Regions from separate parts of the Dromaius novaehollandiae genome. Here region 2 is linked to region 1. The links are chromatin contacts, called in public Hi-C maps. All regions are on one chromosome and are shown on one strand. Each heading gives the region's core, a stretch centred on a gene start, on an enhancer-like site or on the middle of the called end of the contact. The rest is flanking DNA. Distances are from core to core; before and after follow the strand shown. Region 1 has its middle 26 kb from the start of C1H3orf38. Region 2 has its middle 240 kb from the start of PROS1.

The links. Hi-C and Micro-C count contacts between places; a contact is called where the count stands out from the background.
Region 2: a Hi-C map of brain shows a contact between it and region 1, with 4 times the contacts expected there. The contact joins two enhancer-like sites. A contact is called at or near these places in 2 of 4 Hi-C or Micro-C datasets (brain and ovary).

Annotation. Positions count from the first base shown.
Region 1 is chr1:99,682,757-99,689,518 of bDroNov1.hap1, reverse strand. No RefSeq gene overlaps it. Among named protein-coding and RNA genes, the nearest start is that of C1H3orf38, 26 kb to the right of the region's middle. Within about 2 kb of position 5,393, at least 2 of the 2 cell types and tissues checked have open chromatin away from gene starts, as enhancers often do.
Region 2 is chr1:100,266,470-100,273,256 of bDroNov1.hap1, reverse strand. No RefSeq gene overlaps it. Among named protein-coding and RNA genes, the nearest start is that of PROS1, 240 kb to the left of the region's middle. Within about 2 kb of position 1,271, at least 2 of the 2 cell types and tissues checked have open chromatin away from gene starts, as enhancers often do.

The DNA of each region.
Region 1 (6,762 bases), core at 4,144-6,643:
TTTCCACCTACAGCAACAGATATTATTGTAAAACAGTGCAGATATAACTCTTGCTCTCTGCTCCCCTCTTCACGAATAGGCAGAGGGGTCAGACCCAGCCAGTCTCACCAACCCTCATCAACGTTCTGTGCACTGGGTCAGGGAGGCACCAGGAGAAGACTCACCCAAGTCCCTTCTGCTGGGGGAAGGGCTCGCTCCATTCAAACAGGGCACCTGCTAGAAAATTTAGAGTAAGCCTCAAGGAAGCTACTTTCTACTGCTCACCCTGGGAGTGAGAAAAAGCTTGACCTTAATTGCTACTTAATTTTTGCATTACACGCCCATTGTTCATAGCTCTTGACAAGTCAGCTCTGATTAATGATACATGATTCCATACATCAAGATACACCACAAAATAATAATTAGTAGATTAGCATATACATATGACTTTGCATTAACTAATCAGCACTTCATAACATTCTTTACAGAGTTTTCACCTGTCTTTCACCTATTTCTTTTCCATTTCCCTTCTTCTTTCACTGAGCTCTTTCTTGCTTACAGGGAAACTCCTTCCTCTCCCAGCTGTAAAATCTGTATTCTGCCCTTTCAAACCACACCTTCCCCCCCCCCCCCGCCCCCATGACCACCTTGTCTTGTCTTTTCTTCTTTTCACCCTCAGGCATCCTTGCTGCAATTAAAAAACCCAGCTGGAGCAGCTGGAAGAGGCCTAAATACCCTAATGAACAGCAACATATAGCAAAAGAGATATTTATGGCTTAACAACAAGGTGAGCAACAGAGAGGGAAAAAAACCTAAATGATGGAAAATAGACTAAAGCATCTTCTCTGTAAGAACAGAGACCTGTGGAAAATGATTAGGAGAAAAAGAGGAAAAGAGCTGTGCCCATTAATATGTTTGCCTTTTCTTATCATGAAGGTTTGGGGTATGGCAAGCTCTCTTGTCACAAGTTGCCCGTAGAGACATAGCACCATGTACCATGCAAGCCTATAGCAGAGACCAGAAGCTGGCACTGTCAAACATTTAAAATGAAAGCAACTTCCAGACATCTAAAGAATTGAAATGAGACGTGGATAAAATTCACTTTTCATTCAAGAGGCAAGAAAAGGAAACTCTAAAACGAATACTAAGCACTTAAAAAAAAAAGTCTACAATTTTTTTCCTATTCAGTGTGACTGTTAAAAAATTTACAAGAATAGAAGTTTCAAGGAGGGATAAGAATCATTCAGTTTGAAGGCAATACATGCACAAAATTGGCTTGCTATAAACTGTTTATGAGTAAATTTTAAAAAGCAAACAGTTGGAAGCATCTAAGAATCAAAAAAAGTGAAGTTTTCAAAGAATCTTTCAAACAAGATCATGAGGAATCCCTGCTGCATCAGCTCAAGTTCGGTAACCTCATGGAAGGGATTGTACAACAAAATAGAAGAATCCGGAAAGAAAGCTCACCTTGTGATATGTGACCCTCAGTATCTCTAAGGAGGTTCAGAAGGAAGTGCATCACTCTTAGTTCGCCCCTTATTTTTGTTGCAATAGTTTCATGCTTCCAGGTGTGTTGTGGCCATATACAGGGTCCAGCATAGATTGATTTCTTCCCTTGATACATGATCTAGCTTTCTCAAGAAAAGATTGAGGGTTCCTGTGAGGCACTAAAGACTGACCATAAACCTAAGGTGAGAATTTCCTCATGTTCATATTACACGCTGTTGATACTCAGTGCCAGATCATCAGGTTTGGGGTAAGGAATTTTCCCCAAAGTGAGACTCACAGAGGCCATTTTGCTTTTAAATTTCCTCTGTAGAACACAGCATGTTTTGATTTCTTAGGATTATCTGGGAATTTGACATAAGAAACCCCTCATTTTCCCAGGGACCTAATCTATTAGTTGATGACCTCCCACTCCTGTGCTCTCATCCTGTGGCAAATGGCAGCTGTAGCTATTCATTCTTCCTATGAGGCTTTGCTTGTGTTATGGCATTTTAGAAAACACCTTGGAGTTTGTGGAGATGATGTTCTGCAGACACAGAGAGAACAGAAAAAAATGAGAGACTAATAATAGTAGAGGGAGGGAAAAAAAAAGAACATGCAAACCTGCCACCTGCTCTTCCCACAGAGCAGGTCAATTTTCTTTGAGCCCGTCGTGTGTTCAGCTCCTTGTTCGAAATCATTCTGGTAGCTGCCTTTTTGAAGAGTTCCCCTGCTGACATGGAGAGTCCCCTGCTCACCAAAATGTTTTTGTCTTCCACCTTCCTGGGAGACTCCTGCAATGGAGCTTCCAGCAGCCGGTCTGTGGGCACCACACAAACCTCTCAGCTGCCTGGGGTACAGTAGCTGAAGTTCAAAAGGGAGTTAAATCACTGCCTCCTAGTAGCGGGGAAGCACTTTGGAGGTCTTGCTGCTCTTCTGAACAGGCCTTCAGGCTGGGGAAAATCTTCATAAGTGCCTATGGTACAGGCCATAGAGTAGCATCTGCCTGGTCTGCTCAGTGTAATAGGGATTAAAAACCGACATGTGGGATGGCCATGCTGGAAATGACTTCTCTTTTGCTGATGATGGGAGACAAAAGAAAAAGTATTGTGGTGAAACTAGCTCAATAAACTATGTGCAGCAGAGTTAATGCAGGTGTGCTTTCTTGGCTGGGGCTTTACACGGAGCAGGCAAGGGACTCAAGTGGTGACTCTGAGGCAGGGAAATTTGAGATTAGTCATTTTGCCCTAAACAAAAAACTGATTATTTGGAAGCAATGTTAATAAATCTAGCTCTCTTTTCCTATACTTGCTCCTCCCTCTCCCACCCCTTCCACAAAGAATGTCCACATGTTGCAGCAGCCAACACAAAAATGAACCTCTTTCCTTTTCTTTGTGTCACATATACCCAATGATACAAAACCTTTGTGTCTTGTGCCATGGCTGACATGCTAGCCGGAGTTAGCAATCTTCACTTGGCAAGCATTTCCATGTGAAAGGAATATTCTGAAGAAAGCGTGTGGGTTGGAGCCAAGGTAAAAGCTCCTCACTCCTCCCAGCAAATGCTGCTTTCCCAGTGTGAAAGTGCAACATTCTGCCCTCAGAATTGCTGTTCCCATGGATTTGCCCCAGGTTGAAGCTTGTCATCTTCACAGCAGGAGCGAGACTAGGGTTTTCCAGTAAGATGTGAAATGCCAACAGCACAAACATTGTTTCTTTATGAAAGAAAACAAACTTCAGTCTGAGGCTTCAGCCAATAATTTATGTCTAATTCAAATAGTCCTCAATCACTTTGCTTTATGGTATATAAAGAGCCTTCATGGAGAGGAAATGCCAGGTAGTGAAGGGTGACTCAGACTAGCAGGGAAAGGTATAATCACAGACAGTGGCTGGAAGTTAAATCCAAGTGATTTAAAATGAGAAGCAAGGTACACATTCTTAACAGTTACCCATTGAAATGAACTGCTAGGAGATGAAGCTGGGGTTATTTTATTTTTTGTTCTGTTTTACTTTGCTTAAATTTCTTCAGTCAAGACTTGATGCCCTTCTGTATGTCACGAGTTACTGGGCTTGGAAGGAAGCGGACCAGAGTGAGACTTGTTGAGTTGCAAATATTCTTGCACAGGGTAAGTACCACAAAAGAAAGCAGCTTTGTAGAGCCCTGATTTCAGCAGGAATATTAGAAATGATCAGTATTGGTACCGTTACTCTTTCAACTTGAGCAGTTAGTCAAAGCTGGAATCTTGCCAACAACCTCCCGTAGGAGAGGAAATAGGTGATGGAGTCAAGCAAGTCCTCACACAGATGGTCCAAGGCCTCTGTCCCAGGGCACAGGAGGATTCCCACAATAGCAGGCAGGGTGTCCATTTGCTTCCCAAAGCTCCTTCCAGACAGCTCTATAAAAAAATCCTCTCTTGACTTTTGCTAAAAGTATGCCACAATCATGAGCATCAGCTCATGCTGCAGCCTTTTCAGTACATCTGATATTTGTTCCTCAAGTAAACCCCCAGCTGCACCCCTGGCAATCTTCGTCCCTAAGTTTGCCTTCAGACCACAGGGGCAAAACTGTCCCCTCCCTCTTTCCCTTGTTTTGGTCTGTAATTCTTATTCTTTCAGCCATTCATCCCTAAAGGATCTCAACTGCTTCCTGCTTTCTTTCTGAGCAAAGAAGGAGAGGAGGGAAATACATTCATCAGCTCCCATCAGGCTTCACCTGACCCCCAAATGAGCAGTGCACAGAACTGGATTGACAGGCTTGGGTAATGACCAAACCATAGATGGTTTGCTTGGCTGAACTTCCACTGGGCAGTAGGATGCCAGCATGTTGCTTCATGGACTGTTGCTGTCACTCCATGCATGCACGTCTGAGAAATTTGTCCCCACTTGTTAGGACTCATTTTGACACAATCAGGCAGAAAGCATGGTGGATGTGGACTCAATAAGTTGATAAGCAGATGGCTCTGCAGTGGGGGCAGGAGGAGAAGACACCATGAACACCTTCCAATGCTATCTGCCGTAACTGGGTCAAGCAACACAGCCAGAAGCAGTTTTAAAGCTTGCATGGGGATTTGAAACACTCATCACCATTTCTTGATCTTCTTATTTACAGGATAGAAGTCAGTTTAACCAATAAACATAGGTGGCAGATAATATAATTGCATTGCAGATAAGACTTACTGTTCCATCTATTAATTGCAATATATTTTTTTTCCATAGGACCAAAAAGGGAAGAGGACATTGTAAGCCTTCTAGATTTCTTGATTTGAAGCTCCGCTGCTGAGTTCACCCCACACCTCAGGACTTGGCTCTGTCAGACACCTCTAAGTCACACAAATAGTAGTAGGGTTAAATCCTGAAGGGTTCTGAGGGCCTGGCAACCCTTCCCATGTCCAGATGTGATCGGTGCCCCCTCAGAAGTTGATCCAAAGATGCATACAGCTGGACAAACACAGAGAACTCTTTAGGGCAGTTCTGCCATCAAGGAAGCCAGACAACACAAATAACACCTCCTCAGTTGCAGAGAGATTTGAAGAGAATTTACAGAAAAGGAACTCAAATATTGTCAAGTTTTAAAAAGGCTCTGAGAAAAATTTGAGGCATATGCAGTCACTTTCACATGCAAAGAAGGGTGTGGAGTTTTGTCACACTGCTGCCATGGTTTAATGGGAATCACACTGTACATGGAAAATGTAGGGGGATTACACCATGCTATCAGTAATATTAAAGGCACAAGAATGCCCATGTCAAATAAAGAGAAAATATAATAGTCACACTGTGTTCCACATGTTTCTTAGGGTAAGCCAGAAAATGGAGCCATTATTTTACGATAGGAAGTACTATAATTGAAAGGAAAATCTGCAGGCAGGGACAATCAAAAAGCTGGTCTTAGCTGCCAGCACAGCTCCACAAACGTGGTTGCGATTGTGTAGCAATAGCCCCACACAGTGCCCGCAGCAGGAATTGCTCACAGCTCCAAAGGCCTAGTTAATACTTTCATTTGAAAGAGAATTTGGCAATACAGAGGAAAAAGAAAGAAAAAAAAGGACTGGGATATAGCTGTTTGGTTGGGGGGGGGGGGGGTTATGTAAAGTCTTTCTTGTGCTTGGATCTACCTACCATGTTTTCTAGCATTTGGTGCAATTGCTGGGGGCACTACCAGAAATGAGACATATAAACCTGTCTGAAAACTTATGACTCAGTGAAATCATTTTTCATCGAGATGAAACTTGAGCAGAGTTCTGGTGCATTGACTTCATGCTCTTTTCACACAGTGTCTCTTTCTCTCTTTCCCTCCCTCTGCCCCTCTTGCTCTCTCCCTCTCTAGTTCTCATCTCTTCGCTGGTTATGGAAATACTGGCAGTCTGATTTCTGAATTCACAGCTCAAAGTGTAGCTTAACTGTTGTTGAGCTGAACAGCAAGTCTGCGGTTTTACAACAAACTTCAGTAAACCATGAGCAGCAGCCAGGAACTGAGGGTGAGGGCTCCTTTTTCTAACTTGCCATCTGTTGAAAATGGTCCCTGAATTACACCTTACTGCAAGGGGTATTTCTCTTGCTAACCTTAATGCTTCCATTGTAGTTTTGTCATCCCACTTGTTTCACTGCAAATTGCAGTTGAAAGGCCCTTTCCTAGAAAGGGATTCCAAAAGAGACAAGGTACTTCCTGTAGAGAAAAACTGATTATTGAAAGCTTTCTGCAAGCAATTTACTTGGCCTATCCTAGAATTGAACTTCATTAGTTTGCTCCATATTGTTGCATCCTGGGGGTTATAAACTATGAATGTTTACAGAACAACTTTGAGCTCGAGAGGGATTATAAATTGAATTTGACAGGAATAATCACCTGAATCAAGGCTATCATGTTACCTCCTACTGCTTGCACTAAGATATTCTTGCCTGTAGCTTTTTATCTTACCTATAAGCTAGCATGCCTGAAGTATCCCATGCAGAATACTACCATATACACATCACACACAGTGATTTGTGTCTTAATGAACTGTACCAAACAGAAGGTAAACATGTACAATTACATACAACCCACTCACGTATAATGTGTCACATATATGAAGGCAAATTTCCCCATTACCATCCCTAGAGCCCCATGCTATTTTAGTCAGCAACCAGCCCGGCTCAGCATGGGATCGACCTCCTTCCTTCTCCCCCAGCTGACAGATTACAAGATACTCCGCACCCTTTTCTTTCCTTTGTAACATATTCCCTTCACCCTAACAGTAAAGGTAATCACAGGAGGGATCCTTATCTCTTTAGTCCTCCTTCACAGGAATGACCTCGAGTTGTC
Region 2 (6,787 bases), core at 22-2,521, 590 kb before region 1:
TACATGGCAAGACTGGAAAAGAAAATCTAAGTCTTCCACAAGCTCACGAGGTTCAATTAAACAAGAAACAGCCAGAGTCTGATCAGTGGAGACTAATTAGCATAGATGTTGCCCTCTGTCCATTCCTGCATTGTCACAATCAGCAATAAAACATGCAAAAAGAGGAAGAAGGATGGATGGGATAGAGACAGAAGCGATTATCTTAAGCTGCTGTCTAATCATTCATAACCTTGATTCATGTATATAGTAAATACATCCTCTTCTTTTGCATCAGCCTGTGTTGACACCTACAGTAATTACTCCCAGAAAGTTAACTCTCTGCGGCAATATTTCTATCTTCCTTAATTGCACAAGTACCAGCTTGCAGTCCATTGGCCCTGATGAGTGGCGACATCCTCCTGTCAGCCAAGTAATTTGTTGGCAGAAAATGCCACAGACACTTTAGGCTCCATCTTTCAAAACCCCTCATGCAAATGAGGCAGAGTAATTAGCACTGACCTTTGGCTAACGTCTGTTGCCAATCAGTGGCTTTTCCCTACTCAGCTGCCACTTTCATATATTCTGCTTAACAACTGGGAGTAGAGTAGAGAATGTGTGGGTGGTGCTTATGGGAGGCAAATGCACTCAGTCTGGTTACCATCAGGGCCTAGGATGTTTCTCCAGTGCTTCAAGGAATCAGTGTTGTTGAATGCCCAGAGGGAAGACTACTTCAGGACCCTCTACACCTTGTAGGATTAAAGGTAAGTTTTAGTTCAAAAAAAGAAGGTGTGAGGGTGATCTTGCCAGGCAGTTTTCATTCAGCATATTTTCAGTGAAAATTGCAGGCAGCACCAAAGTTGCAAAAAATCATGGGAGAATTTAAGTATTACAGTCAGGTCTGGCAAGGGGGCTTTTTGGTGCAGGAGTACATGATCTGTTGCCCTTATGGAAAAATGTTATTTGAAGCTTTATGACATGAAGGTTCAATAGTTAGAAGTGACCATGAAGTTACTATTTTCAAGAGTCATGTTCCCCAGGCATGGGAGCAAGGGACAATGCTGAGGTGGTGGCCTCAGGAAAGCGCCCTCACCATGCTCCTCTGCTTTCAAGCCTTCAGGGTTTATTCTTAGCTCCCTCGCTCCAGGCAAATTGGTTACAGCCTCGTTCACTGTCAAGCAAATCCAAGGGAAGATAAATCACCCCGAGTTAATCTTTTACAGTCTACATATAATACAAAAGAGCGGTAACTTGACACTTTAATCATTGTGCTGTTAGGAGCTGCTGTTGCCTGCGAGCGCTGCCTGCACCAGGGCCGCGATCGCCAGCTGCCCCGCAGCTGTCAGAGTGACAAATGCCATCGCTGGAAACACTGCCTCAGCCTCTCCGCGAGCAGAAAGATTAATAAAGAAGTCACTGGAAGTTGCTGGTGCCTACTAGGATGGAGGCGGGCATCCAAAGTTATGGCAGGAGCATCCACTTCTGATAGCTTTTGGCTTTTGCCGTCCAAGCTCAGAAGCCCTGGCCCACGGATTGCCTGACGGTACTGGGAAGCAGGAGGGTATTTCACCTCCGTACACCCCAAATACCTCCCCTATAGGCTGCATTTCTAGTTCTGGCAGACTGGTCCAACTGCATACTAGAAAACTCCACATTGAATAAAGTACTGACAAGTGCTCCACACTGCACTGGCACGAGCAAGTTGTGTGAAGGAAGCCCTTGATGACAGGGCTTCTCTTCCTCCCACATCCACAGGCTTAAGCAACCGTGTAAACTCTCTGGGACTTTTGGCTTCCCCAAAACACAGCAGAAGTGCACACACTGTCCTTCAGTAACACACATTACCTTTCACGGACAGTGAGAGAAGAGGGTTACTGCAGAAATCCTTAACTAATGAACTAAGTCAAGAGAGAATGTATACCTGATCCCTGTATTGGTGGTGCTGGGTGACACAACTACTTTAGCCTCCACCATAGTCGAGGTGCGTTTTGCAATCCAGGGATAGCAAGCTGGGACATACTCATGTGAAAACTTCACTCTGGGGGGAGGCAGTGTGTTAGATTTGTAGTGGCTGTATTTTATTATTCGTTTACGAGCAAGGCTGCATTCCTTTAGGAAATAGTTCCTGCCCAAAGCATTCCCGTTAACCAGCAAGTCAGATAGACAGGCTGTATCTGGAAGAGAGACTGAGAGGAATTCAAGCCGCACGTACTTCTCTTTCTGTACTACTCCCTGGAACAAGTTGTTCTTTTTGGACCAGACTAAATATCCTTTGACAATTTTTTTCTTAAGAGATCCTGATCCAACAGCTTCCACCGAAGCCAGGGGAAACTACAGTATCTCAACACCTTCAGCTATCCAGCAAGCTTGTAGATATACACATACGCATGGATTATATATCCATAACACACACAGAGCTGTAGGAAGATACCTGAAACAAAGTACTCTTTCTTATTTACTTTACAGTCACCATGGGACACAACAAATTAACCGAACTAATCAGCTAATAGAGAGGATTAACTCTTTCAAAAATTAAATTTTGTGGTCCCTGGGCTTGGGAATTGATACCAGACAGTCTTTAGTCACTGACTGTGTTACTGATTATGTCCAATTATGGCAAGGAAAAGGAGTTCGAAGTGTTTGAACTGCAGCAGAGGAGAGAGGCATAATTCATGCCTTATGTTAGGCAGAGCCTCTTCACTTTTATAGCATTATCCAATTATTCACAATCTATTTGCAGTCAGGGAGACAATTTGGCCATGCGCGCCACAATATTTACCATTTCACCCAGCGGTCTGACACTAACATGTCCCATTAATAGGGTGCCACGGGGTGAAGCTGCACCGCAGCGGTTCAAATCGGGTTTCGCTCACCGACAATTTGTCGAGGTGGAAGGCTGGGTTTCAAGCCTGGAGCGTAATTCAAGTCGGTGTCCTGAGGAGAGGCAGCGCTGGGGCCTTCTGCCCCCAGGGTAAGCGATACTCCAGAAGTGTGCAGGAGGCCGGCAGCATGGTTATCCCACACATCCTCAATAAAAGATGCCTCCTGTGTTCTAGCACCACAAAACCTCTCTTTCTTTTCCTCCAGCATCATTTACTGTGATCTTTTGTGATCTTTTTTGCTTTCTGCTATACCTGGCATCCATAGTTCCGTCACGTACATGGTATTAAGCATAAAATGTTCCTTACTTACAGAAGGGATTTGGGTAAAGTCTTGCTTCAAAGAAACAGCATGCATCCCTGCTTTTCCACTGTAGTATTTTTCCCTGCCAAGTGTGTGTGTGGGGGAGTAATCAAACTATATCAATTTAAAAAAAGAAAAGAAGAGAAAAAAGAAAAGAGAGAGCTTCTAATTCAACAAAAGATTTGCAGCTCTGAAGTAGCTGGTAAGTAGGCTGTGACCATCACTCTCCAAGCTGACAAGAGTATTTTAGTGCCTCTAATCCCTCACGTAGGCATAAACTCCCCCACACCCCACCCCACACGCATCTCTGATTTAGGAAATATCTTCATAGCATGTTGTCCTGGAAAGGTCAGGAAGAACAGGCCCCGAGGGGAAGGAAGGAAAGCAATTCCTTTACCATAGTGCAAATAATATATCTCTCTCTCTCACAGGGAATTTTACCACTTCAAAAATGACCCTTGCTGCATAGTGACATAGCCATCATACTTGTAAATCTGATGGATTACAATGTATTTCATAAAAGCAGAAACCACCAGGCACAGTGAGCACTCGGGGAAAAATCAAGCATCCATCCGCATCTCATTCAGGGCTCCCAGAGGCTCAGCAACTGCAGTGAGAGCAAATTTTGAAGTTTTGGGTGGTTTTTGGTTGTCCTCAAACAATTCAAGAAATAAAGGCTACCAGGTGTTAACAAGAAAAGATCTTTGTTAAGAGAAAGAGAGCAAAACAGGGAAGCAACAATTTCTCTGATGTGGGGGACACCATGCCCCGAGCAGCAGTGCCACCACAGCCCCACTGGCAGCTTTGCACCCACTGGGGCTGCCCACAGCCATCCCTGGTCCAGAGGCAACCACTGAGGGGCTGCAAGGACAGCAGGACTTGCCTCAAAGAGAAGGGAGGAAAGAAGCAGGAGAGAGGCTGCTCTCTGCACCGCTTAGTCTTTAAGTCAAGCACAGAGTCACCACCACAAACCCAGGACACGATTTTGTTGGCTGTCCTGTAGCCTGACGCAAGGCTAGTGCCGGGAGCGCGAGAGGTCTCTGACTGCTAAGACCAGATCCCAGGCAAAGCAGTGTGGGGAAAGTCCTCGATATTTTTTAAATCTCGCATCAAAGCCCCTGTTCCTAGCAGCAGCAGCACTTACTGGGCATTAGACCACACCATGAGACTAAGTCATCCAAAGCTTTAGGGTGCGTCTGCCTATGCTTCTTCCTTTAAGTGTATGTACCAAACACAGCACCTGTCTTTTACTCTCTAACACAAGTTGTTATTAAAACATAAGCTACAATAACTTCTTTTAAAAAAATAAACATATGCACAGCAAGCAGGGAGCAAGGCAGACCAGCACAAGAAGGGACCTAGGACAGGAAGGGACACGTAAGGGCAGGGACAGACGACTTCCTCCACTCCCAGTTTCAGTCCAGCTCTTTTGGTTTCGCTCCAAGTTGCAAAGAAATCCCTGTATAGTCCCTCTCCCAATCGCTAGGAAAAAGAGTCTTCTCCACACACCATCCTGAGGTGGAGACAAGCACACACAGCTCCCAGCCAAGGAGCTCCCCATGGGAACCACCTCGTCCCCATTTCCTAGGGGTTTCCAGCTCACTTGAAGCTCCATCAAGGAACCTCCTCACAGCTCCCAAACCACAGGCTTTTTCAACCACCTCTTAACCTATAACCTACAAATTAACCCATATTACCTGCCGCAAGGCAGCTCTAGGTTCATCTCGCACTTAAGCAGTGATTTTACATCATACCTGCACAGAAGAGCCCTCAGGACACCACAGGGCACCTAGACATCAGGGATTGCCAAGCTCACTTGCCACCACATTGCTTTAAGTATGTACAGCTGGGGAAGGGAGGGACATTCCACTTAATATCCATGCAAAGAGGCCGCCTTTAGGTTATGTAGTATTTTAAACAGGTGCTGGGGTCTATGCATGATAAAAGGCTGTAAAAAAAATAGGCCCATTAACCTCGGGTGTTTTTTCAATGCTTTTTAATTGGTTCTGCAGCACAGAAAACCAGGCTAGCCTAGTAATCCCAGCATAAGGTTTTTCTCTGAGTAAAAGGTTGGACTGGATTTGCTTTTATCCACATCTGTCCCCTGTGTAATACTGTGGAAGGCAATCAAGTTACAGCACAGGAAAATGTATGCTTTCATATGAGAGTTCCCTTTATTACTCACTGCAGATGGATGCAGGTGTAGGTAGTGGCTACTGATACCATTTAAAAGCTCAGATATACAGCTTCCCCTCCAGATATGTGGCTGCTATGAGGAAAAGGTTGAAACTGTACAGGTCAAATGTTAAGTTCATGTCCTGTAACAACAGAAACTGAAGTTCCCATGGCAGTAAGGCAAATTCCAGGTTGCTTGGGTCTCCCGGGTTGCTCCCGCATGACCATACGGCCCACGCCAAGGAATTGCTGAGCGCTGTATGCACAAGATGACATCCATCTAGATGACTGTGTTTTAGGCCCCTAGGCACGCAACATATTTCTCTGTCATGTGCCAGGATGTGCAACTGCTCCTTTTACATGAGATGATCGTTTCCTAAGCATTTTCTGAATGGAGATAAATCCCTTAACCACCTTGGAGTAAATCTGCAATGCATTAGGCATCTTGAAAGGACATGGGGCCCAGCTGTGCCAAATTGAAAAGTAGCATTCATTCCAAGCTTTGATAATCAAGAAAAGGGACAGAGGTCTTCAAGCTTCAAAAAACAAGATACAGATACAATACAATTTGGTGATCTTTCCTTTTCGTTCTTGTCCGGCTGCAGCCCAGTTAGCTTTTAATTCATTTGGGGTTTTTTTCCACCCTCATCAGTAAACAGGAATTAAACTGAAGGAAAGGCATTGTGCATTTGATCAACCCACCCACGCAGTGTTGTAAACATCCAGTGAATCCACATGTGGTATCACTCAGTTAATAAAAGAAGCTCATGCTTTCCCCAACCCTGTCGCTACACAGTGTCCTGTAACGCAGTGTAATGCACCAGCCCCTAACGGGCAAGAAATGGGATTTTAGCTGAGAAACTGCAACTCGTGTAGAATTAAAGTCCAAGATATCAGAGACCTGAAAGACCTATTTAATGACATCCTCAGGGGCCCATCCGCAAATATGAGTATGCCGAGCACGACACAGCAGTGCTTCTGCTGTGCTCTCGCCTCTCTGCTTCGGAGGCTGCTTTCCACCCCAGAGCAGCTGCACAACGAAAGAGTCATGTCCTCTTTGTCAGGGAAATTTAGGACAGCAAATGAAGTCAAGACTATATGTGAAATATTTTCCTTCTGGATAAGTCTTATGTTGCTTGTAGTTCATGAAATTGCTTGTATGGAGAAAAAGAAAAGGGTCAGGGCATGACATCCAAGTTTGTACAGACTGCACGGACCTCTTTGCATACCTCTGTCTAGCCAAGAAGTTTAACAAGTTCAGACTTTTGTTGTATGCGGTAGCCAGGAAAGAACAAAATGATCAGCTTTGTGACTGCGTCCCTCAACGACACGTAGCTAAACATTGATTAGTTTTGCAGTGTTTGTTAGCTGCTCTGTTAACAACTTCTCTTACAAAGCCAGACCTCCACTGGCTTTATCCGCACTGCTAAATGCACCCGGCCTCTGCACCGAG